Regions from separate parts of the Sus scrofa genome. Here region 1 is linked to region 2. A link is a contact called in public HiChIP or PLAC-seq data. All regions are on one chromosome and are shown on one strand. Each heading gives the region's core, a stretch centred on a gene start, on an enhancer-like site or on the middle of the called end of the contact. The rest is flanking DNA. Distances are from core to core; before and after follow the strand shown. Region 1 holds the start of TOR1AIP1 (torsin-1A-interacting protein 1). Region 2 holds the start of LOC110255567 (proline-rich protein HaeIII subfamily 1-like).

Region 1 (7,479 bases), core at 2,296-4,795, 710 kb after region 2:
AAGGAGGGAAAAAGAAGAAAACTTTCTCACTAGGTATGATAATACAGTTGGGAATACCTATACGCTATGTAAGAAATTAGTAATTATAGAGTCTTACTTCAAACTTGGTCTTTTCAGTACCATTAAGGCTAAAAGGCGGGGCGGGAGGGTGGGCACTATCTTACAAGGATCAAGACGACGAATGGATGGGATCCTGTTAAGCACGGAAGAAAAGAGAGTAATCACCACCTGTACTGGTAGTTTGCCCGTTTACATTTGAACCTTACAGGAATTCTGCTTCTCATCGCAAAGTCCGAACCAAGCATTTATTCCCACCTTGCTCTATTTAATGTTTACACAATTCTGTTTCTCTTTTTCCACTCCAAAACAAAAATATACCTCCAACCTGCTCCGTTTAAGGGTTTTGCGGTAGGGAGGTGGGGGTGGGGAGGGATCGTTTCTGAAAGATATTTAAAAAGAAGATATCAGATCAAATATTAAAACATGGAAAAGTTGTATATACATTTTACTCACTTACAAATTCTAGCGGGGCTTTAAATCGTCGACTGTCAACGTCAGGAGAGCCCTTCGAGGGTCCTTTCTGCTCCCCAACGCCGGGCTGCACCCCTCCGACGCGGCAGAACAGAACGTCGTCCCCGTCCCAGCCCACGTGACGGCGACCTCCGAGGGGAGGGCAGGCGCCCGCGGAATGCTGGGACTGGTAGGCGCCGGCCCCTCCTCCCTGCAGTCGGCACCTCCCTCTCACTCCCCGGCGCCGGCCAGCGCCCGGGCACGAGGCTGCAGGCGCCGTGAGCGCGCACTCGCGCTGCTCTCTGACCCGGAGGCGAGCGTCTCTCTGCCAGACGTCGGATGACCCTAATTCTCCCTTAAAAAAACCCCGAAAGTTCATAGGCTCAAAGAACCAGTGGAAGCAACACAGTGAGGGGCACTACCCCATGATAATGGCAAGCACCAGTCCGACTTGACTTAGAACCTGGCCTCTACCATTACGAGGTGCTTGTCCTGATCTAAACCTCAGTTTGCTGGTGTCCAATGGGGCAAGGCTACATACCTCATCAGGTGGCTGTGAGTAAATGAGCTAAAGTGCGCAAGAGTGTCTGCTAAATGACTGTAGTAAATGATGAATAAAAGCCATTATCTGATCTATTAATCTTATGTGAAAATTGAGATGGCAATTTACCCAAGAACAACTAATTGGGCAAAGTCAAGTCTAAAATTCTAGTTCCTGACCTGCACCAATTCAAGACAGCATAGAAGAAATCTACATAAATCTCGACTTCCCCTCTGCTAATTTTTTTCCAAACACTTCTGACCAACGCACTATTTTACTTACTATAATTTTTATCTGACTCCCATAGAATATGAAATCCAAGGCAGGGAGGGTTGGTTTTAGGTCTATTTTTTACTGCTGTATCCCAGCACCTAGAACAGCTTTTGTCTGGTGCATAGCATAACCCCCAATATTAACTGGACTAATGCTTCTTCATGTAACTGATTTTTGGTGTCTTCACCTTGCAACCATCCTCTTTTGGCAGAAGACACAGGATTTGGGAACATCTTGGATGCTTTTTAATTGTTTGACTGCAATTTCTAATTCAACAAACAATAAGAGGAAGAATACTACATTCTAGTCACTTTATTGAGTTTTAATTTCTTAATTTCAGTATAATATCTCAAGCTAGATGTTTTCATTTGTATTAAGTCTTGAAAATATTTTTCTGTTGATGTGAGATGGGGAATAAATGCAGCTAACTCCTATGTCTTTAATTTACTTCCTCTAAATATTTTAATCTTTTCCTTATTAAAAATAACAATGTTACCTCTTTCTACCAAGATACAATCCCCAAAGTTATTTCCCTATTGACCAGAAATGTAGATATTATGCACAATGACTTGATAAATTCTTTCTCAGTAAATAACAGGATTTCTGGTTACCCTAAACTAAAAATTCATGTTCAAAAATTATCATTTAAAATAGCTCCTTTACTTAGAAATCCAGTGTCAAGAACATTAGATTTCTAGACCTAGGCCTAAGAGCAAGGTATTTCACTTAATGCCAGTCACTTAACCTGAATTTTACTATTTTGCATGTCTTCCCTAATACATGGCAAATTCTCTCAGGGTAAAGAAAACTCTCATTAATTTAATTCATATACTTATGAATACGTATTCATATATCCTAGTAGACGCTTAAATTAATGAGTACATTGTTCTAATCATTTCTTCTCTTGTTCTCTTTTGATTCACTAAATTCCTCCACATATCTCAAACTCCTAAAGTAACATCCAGAGCTCATGATTCCTTTTGGTATTGATGGCCAAGCAATTCCCTTATATTAGCTATGAATCTACTGTCTATGCAATGTCACCTCTTTTGGGCCACCCCTGTAGTCTGGAAAACATCTACAGCAGAACATCTGGTTTGACAAGAGTTTAGCTTTACCTCAGTTAGTGATGAAAGTTGGTATTTGTAAGATTACTAGGTGTGGAGGCACGTAGGGCAGAGCTAGAATTATGTATCCTTATTACCTAGACAAAAGAGGGAAAATCCTAAGCAAATATACTGTTAAGGTCCAAGTTTCTATATAGTCACCTGTCCTGGCAACTGTTTTAAAGAGGCTCTTAATATATGCATTCCTGATTAGTAATCCTATAAAGTTTTATACACTTTAATGACTTTATTACAGAACCTTTATCATATGAATGAGTAATTTAATAGGCACCTATAAACTATTGCCTAAAAAATAAAAGGCGGGTACTAACCAAGTGTGAACATTTCCCAGCATTTTGTTAGAAAAGATCTAAGTCCCACATATTTCCAAATAATATCTAATGCAGGTTGACGAGGAAGAAGATGCTTTTCACCAAAGATTTTTAAAAAGTGTCATTTCCCATGCTGCTACTCCTTCAGTTTCTTTGGCTGTATTGTATAAACAAGACTAAACTAAGTGCAGTTCCTAACAGGCAGAAACCTAAGCGATTCTGCCTGTAACACAGCACTAACATGGTTTCTGAACAGTGCTGCTGGAATAGAGTTTTTATCCGAAGCCAGGAATGTTCGCTGTGTGTGCATTTTACACACGGGAATCCACCCGAGTCAACCTGTAGATCCGATTTTGTACACTCAACTGTGACTTAAAAACCTAAAACCGGTTAACTGCCTTCACGAGGAGCTTGAAACTAATATTTTCTCCAAGCAGAGAGGAAACCTGCAAAAGTACCTTTCTTATCACCCCTGCTAGGGGCACATGGAAAGGTACGGCTAAGGCAGCAGTCGATCAAAAAGGCAGCGGGGAAAGTGCGCAACAGCCTGGGCTCAAGGACCGAAACTCCCCCTCGAGCCCGTCTCGCCCCGCCTTCCCCAGGGACTCGGTATGGGGGCCGGGCCGGCCCGGGCGTCTCCTGCGTGCGGGCAACAAATAGTCGCCACGAGCAGCTGGGCAGAGGACTGGCTACTTGCCCAGCCAGTTGTCCCTTCTCCGTCGTCCCCCACCCCTCCTCCTCCCCGAAGGCTGAGAACAGCGACGTCCTCCTCCCTCTTCTCCTCCTCTTTGGTGCCTTCAGCCAAGAGGCGGGAGTGACCCGCGGCAGCTGACCCAGCACCGGCACTGCCTGTCCCACAGCCCTCAGAACACACCATGGGCCCAGAGGCAGGTTTGCAGCACAGCAGCGACGACGCCAGCGGCAGCCCGGGCGACTCTCAACTGCCTCCCTGACCGCCGACACCACCGCCCACTACCCCGAAAAGCCATCGCCCGCAAAGGGAGAAGAATCTACAGGCTCCCCCGAAATCATCTTAGCGATCGACTCAAGCTACGTCAACAACTATGGCGAGCGAGGAGCGGCGGGCGGAGCCGGTGAGGGAAGGATGGGGGGTGTACGTCACGCCCAGGGCCCGCTGAGGGAAGGAAGGTCCCGGCTCGCCCCTCAAAATGGCGGCGGCAGTGATGCGCCTGCGTACGGAACTCCTACGCCGCCGCGCCACAGCCGGCGGGAAGTGAGGTTCTCAGAAGAGCCGCCCGAAGTGTACGGCGACTTCGAGCCCCGGGCGGCCAAAGAAAAGGTCCCGGTGGGAAGGCAGATTCCGCTAGAAGAGTTCCGGCCCGATTCAGCGAAAGAGGAAGTGAGAGAAAGCGCTTATTACCTTCGGTCTCGGCGGCAGAGGCAGCCGCGGCTCCCGGAAGCCGAGGAGATGAAAACGCGAAGGGGTACCCGCCTCCAGCAGCAGCAGCAGCAGCCTCACTCACAGCCGCCTCCGCTCCAGTCGTCTCCGGTCACGACCAGGAGAGGATTACGGGACTCCCATTCATCTGAAGGTGAGGCCGACGGAGGTAACAGTCGCAGCCGAGAGCCAGGGAGGGAGTGCCGCGGGCGGGGCCGCGCGCGGAGGGTGTGCGCGCTGCGTGTGCCTACTTGCCTGCCTGCCTGCCTGGCGCTCATCCGCTCCTGGGCGCCTCTGCCCGGGTGGACGTGCGCCCCCACGCCGGGTCCGCCCCGACCGCTGGCGGGAAAGAGGCAGGGGCGGGGATGCTGGAAGGAAAGGAAGTCGTGCAGAGCGACTTCAGCAGAGCTCAGGAGCCGCGTGCATCCCGGGGCATCAGTTTAGGGGTGTCGAGGCTTGCCACTGGTCTGCAGGCCTGCACGTTAGGAAGGCGAGTTAGGCGGTAGGCGGGACACTGAATCACTCCAGGGTCGGTTTCTTGCCGGTTTTCTCTGTCCTGCGGATGTTTCTACCAAACCACTTCCATTTCCTCCTTTAAATCTCGGAGGCCAGAAGTCCCCAGCTGAGAATTTTGGATCTCATCTAACCTTCCAGTCTTTTTCCATCACTACCCAGGTAGGGAGAGAGGGAGAATTTTGTGAGTGGCCGTTTTGAGGGCTTGGTGTAGTTGATGAATTGCCTTGAGATCTCACCCAAATACTTAACACCGAAATGGGGTAAGCATTTATCCCGAACTTGAAGCTCCCAGTGTCTGATAAACTTGAGCTGATCACTCTTTCCTGAGTGTCATGAGTTTCTGCCAAAAATTAGGCACGGGCATATTGGGGATCCTCAGTCTAACCTCAGTGGTTAAGGAGTAGCCCAACAAAGCAAGACCCTTAATTAATCATCGTCTAAAGGGGCCACAAGAATACTGACAGAGTGATTGTAGAGATGTAGGAAAGTCACAGGTGAATCAACTCTCTTAATCCATCCTCTCCCACCCTGCCGTCTCTCTCCCATCTAAGAGGGAGTTCCAGAGGAACTTTACTGTTGACCCCAAGTAGGGCACCTATGACATAAAATCAGGGGAGTTGAATCATAATGGGATTACATAGTTAGTGATAGACCCACTGATGGATATGAGGAGGAGGTGGATTTTCAGTGTAGAGCACAGTAATAGGCTGCAGGTTTACCTCTTGACAGGAGGAAGTGTTGACACATTGGAAGATGTTTTGATTTTGGAAACTGCTAAAGATATGTAAGTTACTATTGGAAGTAGTAATTCAAGACACTTTAGCCCACATATTAGTTTTTTCTCTCTTTTAACATTATAAACTTCCTGAAGACAAAGATCTTACATATCTTTTTTTTTTTTTTGGTCTTTCTTCTATTTCTTGGGCCGCTCCTGCAGCATATGGAGGTTCCCAGGCTAGGTGTCTAATTGGAGCTGTAGCCACCGGCCTACGCCAGAGCCACAGCAATGTCAGATCCGAGCCGCATCTGCGACCTAACGCCACAGCTCACGGCAACGCCGGATCTTTAACCCACAGAGCGAAGCCAGGGATCGAACATGCAACCTCATGGTTCCTAGTCGGATTCGTTAACCACTGAGCCACAACGGGACCTCCACATCTTACATATTTGAAGGATCATGTTATATTTCAGTGCTTAAATTTGTTCTATGTCTCCAGTATCTGGAAAAATGCTTTAGTAGGCAGTAAATATGTTAAATTGTATTGACTCTCCCACCCAGGCTGGTGCAGTTGTATAAGCCAGTTTTTTAAAACAGGTAAAGGATTGACTTCTCTTTTAGTAAATCTATTAGACCTAAAATGTTTTAGAAACATTTTTCACTCTTCTCCTTCCTTCCACATCATTTATGACACTATAGCCCATCTTTGAAATTTTCTAAAGTAATGTATTTTTGTTGTAAAGCATCATTGGTGAATAGTTTATTTTTATATTGTCTTTTTTATTGACTAAAGTCCTACGTTTTGGTAAACCTAACTGCATATTTCTAAAGGAATGGATTACTTGCATTTGTGTTTATATATTGTTGTTAATATGCATAATCTTTACTCAGTAGGTATATTCTAATTGTACAATTGTTGTATCTATTCTTCAGAAGATGAAACACCTTCACAAACTGTTTTAAGCCAAACGGTCTCAAAGAAAACTATCATGAGAACCCAAGAGACTCCAGGTAAGAAGAGTGAGGTTTTTTTCCCTTACATGCCAAGTTTTTTAATGTATATATTGCAGCCTGATCCATCAAGGGTCCCAAATCATACCTTATTCAGAGTTTCAGTGAATCTTTTCTTTCTTGCTTTCTTTTTTTTTTTTTTTTTTTTTTTGGCTTTTTAGGGCCAAACCCACGGCATATGGAAGTTCCCAGGCTAGGAGTTGAATTGGAGCTACAGCTGCTGGCCTATGCCAAAGCCACAGCAACGCAAGATCCGAGCTGCATCTGGGACCTATACCGCAGCTCACGACAACACCAGATCCTTAACCCAGTGAGCAAGACCGGGGATTGAAACCTCATGGTTACTAGTCAGATTTGTTTCCACTGAGCCACTACAGGAAATCCCTCAGTGAATCTTCTTTAGAGGTTATTGAATTAAGCGATAAGAACCTGTATCAAGTAAAGACAGGGCGCATACTTCAGCACTTACTAAGTACCAGCCACTTTGTATGTGCTAATTCATTCACATGCAAGGTAGATATACCAGTTTTTTTTCTGGGACTCAGAATAGCGTACTTTTCCTTAAGATTACTTGCTATGTGAATGAGCCAAATTCAGACCCAAGTTTGTCTTCGAAACCGTATCATTTTCCCCCAGTACCTCACTGTCACTCTCCCATGTAATAATTAGCTACTCGGTAAAACTTGTTAAGTTTTGCTTTAAGATGGATTAAATGATCTGCACAGTAAACTCATGACACAATATGGTCAGTCTTCTTAGTTGACTACATTTCGTCAAATCTAAGGTCTCATCGGTTATGAGATACATCATCGTTGTTTTATGTACCACCCAGAAGAAAGCAGTGCTGCCAGTCAAACTCCAACATGCCATAGATTGTGTGATCTCTCACAATTTCTGAGCTGTTAAAGGGTAAAAACATTTGCATCTTAATATCACTGTAACATGGAGGTAGGGTGCATTTGCTAGTCTGATTAAAGTTTTAAAATCTGTTTAAACTATTTTGAAGAGCATGGGAAAGGATTAAGTCCACAAGAGTAGATGATTATAACTATTGAAACTGATCCTCTCTGGCT
Region 2 (7,332 bases), core at 1,968-4,467:
CCCAGCTGGGAATCAAAATGGAGCTGCCAGCCTACACCACAGCCACAGCAACACAGCAACACCGGATCCTTCACCCACCGAGCGAGGCCAGGGATCGAACCTGCATCCTCGTGGATATTAGTCAGGTTCCTTACTGCTGAGCCACAACGGGAACACCTACTCTCCTTCTCTTTAGCCACCTGTACTTTGCTCACCTCGGTCCTCCCTTCCACACTATCTTCCTGGACCTTGATTCTTTCAGTGATCACATAGTCTATGCTGCATAATTTAAGTTCCCCATAGTCCTTGCACCTCTTTCCTATGTGCTAGGCATGTAAGCTCTTTGAAGGCAGAGTCCCCTTCTTAAATCATTGCATCTCCCACGGTACCTAGAGTATATTGACTGTTGATTGGTTGAGAAATAAGGCCCCTCACAGGAGGAGGGCACAGAAACTCATACAGTGGAGTGACAGGCACGGTGCTAGGGCTGTGCAAACACATGCAAACAGCCTGCATAACGTGGTCTAGCGGAAAGAAAACGGGGGGGGGGGGCAGCGCACTTTTGCTCTCTGAAAGCCGTGGACACAGAGGCCCCAAACCCATGACTCTCCGAGAACAAAAAGAGAAACTGTGTCTGTTCTCAGCACGTGGGATTGATGGAAGGACTCGAAGGATGTGAAATTAAGTACTGCAGTGGGTTGCCTAGAGAGGCCGGGAACCCCTCTCTCTGAATATCTGTAAAGATGGGGGCAGGGCGCATCACCATGAAACTACAGCTGCAGGATGCACTGACCTGCCTTCTCCTGAGCAGTGCATTAGACAGCCCTCGCTCACTGCCTTTATCAGAGTTACAGGTAAGAAAGGAGAGTCCTTTGGGGGTAAGATGTCTTAGAGGAAATGTTGATTTGCCCCCCACCCCACTCCACCCTTTTTTTTTTTTTTTTTTTTGGCCACACTCACACATATGGAAATTCCCAGGCCAGGGACTGAATCCGAGCCATAGCTGCAACCTACACCACAGCTGTGGCAATGCTGGATCCTTAACCCACCGTGCCAGGCCAGGGCTTAAACCCACACTGCCAAAGAGACAATGCTGGGTCTTTAACCTGCTGCACCACAGCAGGAACTCCTCATTTGCCCTTTGCTTTCTGATCTCCCGGGGTAATGAGCAAGGTTCAGGAGGATTAGCAACTGCAGGCAGACCAATGTTCCTGTGTAGAGACATAAGGTAGACTCTCATTATCATCCAGCTCATTTCCCCACGAATTGCGTGTTCCATGATCAGATAACAACCTCTAAGCATTTTCAAATACATCCAGTAAAAGGCTGATACAACTCCTTCTGACCATATACTCCTTGCAGTGATGTAATGTCTTCTGCAAAGGGGCTGCGGCAGTTATCAAGCCCAATTATTTCTCTAGGATCTCCTGAGAGTAAGTGCTCAATAACACACATGAATAATAACTAACACTAAAATAATTTGTGAGTACTTTCCCCACACATTTCCTAATTTAAGGAGGAGTTCTTTCCACTATGCTTTGCTTCTCAAATGAAGTATGGAGCCTGAAAAAAGTTTCAGCCCAGTCTCTCCCACCACACATCTCATCACATGGATCACTGTGCATTATAACATTTCAGGGACGGGTACACTGGGTCCCCGCTTAGCATATGATGAATAAATGAATGGATATGCTATATAGCGGATGGACTGTATGGAGTCAGTGGAAAGCAGACACTTTAAGGGAAAGGAGAATCTTATATTCAAATGATTTATAGGGAGTCTACTGAGTGTCAGGCATTGGAGACCCAGACACGATCGCCCTGCCCTCATGGGGCTTAGAGTCCATTGCAAGAGATAGACGTTAAGAAACTATTACAGCAAACGAGTCACATTTTTGTTAAATGCTACAAAAGGTAGCAGGGAGCTTTGCTCTCGGATCCGAAGGAAGAGCGATTTGCACACGCAGAAGTGGAGGCAAATGAAAAGGGTAAAAGGAGTAGGGAAATTGCTTCTCACAAATAGAACTTAACCTAAGGGACAACTACTTCCAGTCCCGCATCCTGGCTGCCTACCCGAATCGAAAAAGCAAAGGCTAGAGAGAAGTGAGAGGCCAGTTTATGTAAGCGGGGTGGGGCGGCAGGGAGAAGCCGGAGAGGCGTGTACTGGCGTGGAGAGAGTTAAGCGGGGCCAGCCAGGGACGCCACGGGTTAAAGGGGGGCGGTCCGAAGCGTGTCCGGTAGGCCCGCCCACCGAGGGTGGGGGTGGGGCCTCGCGGAAGGAGCCCTTGGATTGGCCGCGGGGAAGGCGTTACGCTAGGACGGTACCAACAGTCGCGAGCCGCGGAGGCGGGGGGTGGGTGTGGGACCGCCGGCTCCGCGCGGGGAGAGGTGGCCAGGGAATGGCCGGGCTGGGGGTAGGCGGGAGCCGCAGTGGCGGCGGCTGGGGGCGGTGAGCGCGGCGTGGGGCTGCCCCTCCCCGGAGGCGGCGGGGGCGGCCGAGGCCGCGCCGCACCGCACCGCGAGGGTGGCCATGGAGCGAGCCTAGGGCCCGGCAGGTGAGCAGTGTGGGAGCGGGGGAGGGCGCGCGACCCCAGTCCCCGGCGCGGCGCGGCGCGGCGGGCGGGAAAGTGCGGGCCGGCCCCCGGGCGGGGCGCGGTGCGTGCCGCGCGCCGGGCGGGGGCTGCCTGGGGCGGGGCGCCTCCCTGAGGGGCTGGGCGCCGGTGCCCTGAGAGGTCCCGGAGCGGCCGCTGCCTCGGAGACTGGCCCGGGCCGCGCACGGTGCCTCGCTGGCCCCGAGCGGGCTCATGCGGGGCCGTCGCGGCCGAAGTGACTCGGTCGAGGCCGCCGTCTCTTCGGCCCGCCGGAGGCGCGGGCCTTACCTGGGGGCGCCTCGTGCTGCCCAGGGTCTGTTTAATGACCCACCCTTGCGCCCCGACTCGGTCCCCAGAGGTGACTGGCCCACGGTGCCGCCCTCGTGTCCCGCCGAGTGCCCGCTGCAGCAGCGCAGAGGGGATCGCGGGCCCACCTCGTGGCCGAAAAGCGCGAGTGACCTCCAGGCCGGAGGCGGGAGGCGGGGTAACGGTGCCTAGGGGTCCGGGTCTCCTCGGGGTCGCGTATCCCGTGCTCGCAGTCCGGCACAACTTAAGGAAACGATACGGCCGTCCGAAGTGGGTTGCGCTTGAGATTTCATTTCCGGGTTCGCTGGCCCGGCGATTGAAAGCGAACCGAAACGTTGCCATCAACGATGAGCGTGAGGCAGTTGTCAAGTTGCGTCCTTGATTGTGGAAACTGATAAAGAGTTTCATTCTCATCAGGTTTCTGTTACCTACAAGTCAACCGGTAGGAAGAGAAAGGGTAGAAGGACGTTGGAGGGAAAGTGAAGGGGACAAGGCATGATTGGTCGTTAGGGAATTGTTAGTCCTTTAAATGACCATAGTATCATTTATAGGGCTAGTTTATAATCAGGGAAATGAGACGCTTGGTACAGCGAGTTGAATCTGGGGTCAAGTATCAAATCATCACCAGCCACTTTCCCTCTGCAGGTGTGATTTCGCACTTTGAAAAGAACAAAAATGTGGGATCTTTTCGTTTTTAAATTGTAGGACTTTATAACTGTAAACTGTGACTGTGATTACTGTTTGCTAAGTATTCGTGTTCTCCTTGTGTTGTAAAATGCATACCTTTCATTGGGATCGATTATTTTAAATTGGTCCAGAGACCTTAGGGTGCTTATGTATTACAGGGCTTAAGTTTATATAGGAGCTTTGAACTAAGCCTCAGAGTGCTTTCACATATACTGTTATTTATCATCAAGACATATCCCTGAGAGGAGTTCCCATCGTGGCTCAACAGAAACGAACCCAACTAGTATCCATGAAGATGAGGGTTCAATCCCAGGCCCCGCTCAGTGGGTTAAGGATCAGGCGTTCCCCAGGCTCCAGTGTAGGTCACAGATGCAGCTGGGAACCTGCCTTGCTGTGGCTGCGGTGTGGGCTGGAAGCCACAGCTCTGATTCAGTCCTTAGCCTGGTAACTTCCATGTGCTGCAAGTGCAGACCCCCAAAAAAACTAAAAAAGAAGACATGTCTCTGAGAAACAGATATTAAAAATGCTAAATTATTTGCCTAGACTTAGAGTCAGTCTAAGGTGGATTTAAAATTAACCTGTAGTTCCCTGGTGGCCTAGCCTTTTAAGGATCTGGCATTGTCACTGCTGTGGCTCCACTCACTGCTGTGGCACAGGTTCAATCCCTGGTCCAGGAACCTCTGCATATCATGGATGTGGCCAGAAAGAAAATAATGTTTTGTGTTAAATTAATAACTTCTGAAATTTGTGAAGATGTTGAACTTTGGCCTTTAGAACCAGATAGTAGCATCAATCAACAAGAAGTCCTTTCCCCTTTGAAAGTGCTTGTCAAAAGAGAATAAAGAAACACAAGCAAGCAATTCAGACTCTCACCTTCACTTACAGTAAAGCGCAGTGATAAAAATGAATGGAGGTAAAAGACGATCAGGAAATGTTAGAGCTCACAGCATTTCTTCAATACGATGGGTATAATGTGACAGCGATTTGTTCTGTTTGTTTCTCTGGCACTAGTAGGAAAATAGCTATGATTTGGTTAAGGAAAGAAAATTGGAGAACACATGCCCTGAGTGCTTTGAAATAGGGAAAGTAATTTCTGTCATCTAATCCTTTATGGCATGGAGTTATCTTACATTGAGTTGATAATTCCTTGACCTTTAGTCCATTCTCTTGATGTCCATCTGTAGACTTCAACTCTTTCACGCCGCGTTAAAGCATCTGCTTTTTATCTTTTCTGAATTTTGAGTTTCTAAGTGAAACTTCCCTTCTCCTTTACTTGCAGGGCAGGCTTCAGCTTCCTTCACTTTGTGTGACCATCATTTCAATGGTACAGACCCTGAAGCCAGATACTTCAGCTCTTGAATTGATAACTTTTAAAAATAGCAACCTCAGTGGTTGCCTCTTGGTGATTGCTCTCGTCCTAGAATAGAAGCAGTAGGCTGCTCTTTGTATTCTATGGCCCTCTTTGCAAACAGTAAAAGGAAGACTTTCTTCTGAAGCTGAGGTCCACTCTGGGACTAAGTGGCAGGTGGTTTTGGGGTGGGGAGCACAAGTGGAATGAAGCACAACAGTTTTGTTGTTGTAGTGCCGATGATTGATGTCCTTTTCTTTTTGCACTGTAGGCACAGTGCATAGTAGGTGTCCAAGAAATATTTGGTAGTTGAATGAATGAATGGAAAACAGTATGAGAGAGGAGGAAATGTTATAGTGCAGATATTAAATTTGTTTGTGTCCCTCCTTATAGGAAAAAGAAAAAAGCCAAGAAAGCGTGTGTAAGAGTCCTGTTGAAAATAGTTCCCTTGAGATGGGTATCTGTCTGTAAAGCGTGTTACTTGATGGAGCTGCTTTGAAATCTGATGGTGTGACTGTGTGGTGGTCTAGCCACCTGCAGCCTGGGATCAGCGTATGGTCCTCCACTCAGGTGCAGCTTCACAGACTTGCTCCTGCAGCCTTCCCTGGCTAGGCTCACTGAGCAGTTGGATTGGTAGACAATATTTTTGCACCAGTAGAACTGGAGCTCTTGGTGTTGGCCATGCCAGTGTCCTGGATCCTGACTGTCCATCTTCTGGTCCTTCATATTGGGGTACTGGAGCTCCTACTATTGGCCACGCCAGTATCCTGGATCCTGACTGTCCATCTCCTGGTCCTTCCTGTTGGGGGTGGGAGAAGTGAGTTATCCCTCCCTGAGTGCTTCTCCAGCAAGTCCTCACACCCCACCTGACTACCTCTCCCTCTTTCTCTTCCTTGAGTGCCTCTCTAACCTTCAAGAACTAATGAATTCATTAGCACAGAGCTGGGATACAGAACAGAAGGAAAACCTTCCTTTGCAACGGAAAATAGCTTTCAGCCAATCTGTAATGTCAATGTGACTGCTAGAGCCATCCGAGGGAGAATATAATACAGAGCTCTCACTTGGGATGTTGTCATTCTTAACCAAAATGGGTAGAAGGAAGGCCTAGCTCTGGATCTAGTGAGCCTGGGCCGGGGGGAGCATCTCTCTCCGCTGTATGAGGTAAGAGATGAAGGCAGATGCAGAAAAGAGAAACTGAGTTTTGTTGGGTGTGTGTTTGGAAGTCTGTACTTTCTGGCAAGGTAACTCCCCTTTGGAGGGAAAGGTGTTAATTTGGGTACATTTTTTAAAAGGAGCTCAAGGAATATGATACTATGAATATGAAGCAGAACCAAGTACAGGTTGGGGCAGGGACGTTTGATCGTTCCATGCTCTTAATTCCTGACTTTCTGCTTTAGGTGTAGAGTAGTGTGGAAATAAAGATATGTGCAAAAATCCCTTTATTTATTTATTTACTTATTTATTTTTTAGGGCCACACCTGAAGCATATGGAAGTTCCCAGGCTAGGGATCGAATCAGCTGCAGCTACCAGCCTACGCCACAGCATCACTAGATCTGAGCCATCATCTATGACCTACACCACAGCTCCTGGCAACGCTGGATCTTTAACCCCACCGAGCAAGAGGCCAGGGATCAAACCCGCATCCTCATGGTTACTAGTCAGGTTTGTAATCTGCTGAGCCACAACGGGAACTCCCCCCAAATTCTTATTTTAGCTACACTTTTTTTGGAAAAAAATTTTCCAATGTATTTGCACAGTTGCGTATGTTTTGTTTTTTAAACAATACAGTTTAACCTTTATTGACTGAAGGCTACGATGGCAGACTAACCCTGAAGGGCTTTGAGCTGACTGGAATATGGCAGTGGTTTGCCCCTCTGCTCTTTGGAGTCTTGAATTTGCTTTCATTAGTTAATCTGTTTCTTTTCGCGGTGGAAAAGCTGTGCTTTTGCTGGTGTTCGTGTCCCTGCTGCCCTCTTTTAAATTTTTGCAGCATCTGACCTCCCATGGAGTCGCATCCCACAGAACTCTGCTTCCTGAAATTGAAAGCAAAACAGCTGAATAGGCTTAGAGAGGGTCTGCCTGGATCTTCTTTGTGAGTGGATGAACTTGGAGATGATGATTTTGGCTGCCCAAAGACCTTCTGTTCATTTGTTGTTTCTTTTCCTTGGTTTAGATAGTGAACTTGCCCTCTGTATCCATGCATTTAGGTCCCTATAGTTCTCTCTGTGGGAAAAAGAAGATGCTATGGAGATACCCGTGGAGGTTCTCCTTTCAGAGAGCATTGCCAGTAATTCTTGAAGATCTGGTTCCAGCCCTGTCTCGTACCATTCTCAGGCAATGTCTTGGACTATCTCCAGTCTTCCTCTTAGCATTTCCACATCATCTTTACTCCCAGTCCCAACCAGTGCCAGATGCCAGTG

The links. HiChIP or PLAC-seq counts read pairs in DNA pulled down with a chosen protein or histone mark.
Region 1: an H3K27ac HiChIP or PLAC-seq map of alveolar macrophages shows a contact between it and region 2. The contact joins the promoter of TOR1AIP1 here to the promoter of LOC110255567 in region 2. A contact is called at or near these places in 1 of 5 promoter capture datasets (liver), 1 of 47 Hi-C or Micro-C datasets (heart right ventricle) and 1 of 2 datasets of contacts at active chromatin or transcription factors (alveolar macrophages).

The regions. Positions count from the first base shown.
Region 1 is chr9:121,512,146-121,519,624 of Sscrofa11.1, forward strand. It overlaps TOR1AIP1 (torsin-1A-interacting protein 1), which reads left to right and starts at 3,546. Exons shown (of 11, transcript XM_021063744.1): 1 at 3,546-3,890; 2 at 3,893-4,315; 3 at 6,329-6,406. The coding sequence starts at 3,827. It overlaps LOC100738642 (torsin-1A-interacting protein 2), which reads right to left and starts at 634. Exons shown (of 2, transcript XM_005656744.3): 1 at 518-634. It also overlaps a transcript of TOR1AIP2 not described here.
Region 2 is chr9:120,807,398-120,814,729 of Sscrofa11.1, forward strand. LOC110255567 (proline-rich protein HaeIII subfamily 1-like) reads right to left here and starts at 3,218. Exons shown (of 1, transcript XM_021063968.1): 1 at 2,073-3,218. The coding sequence starts at 3,218. The coding sequence ends at 2,073. It overlaps FAM20B (glycosaminoglycan xylosylkinase), which reads left to right and starts at 2,309. Exons shown (of 8, transcript XM_021063731.1): 1 at 2,309-2,534.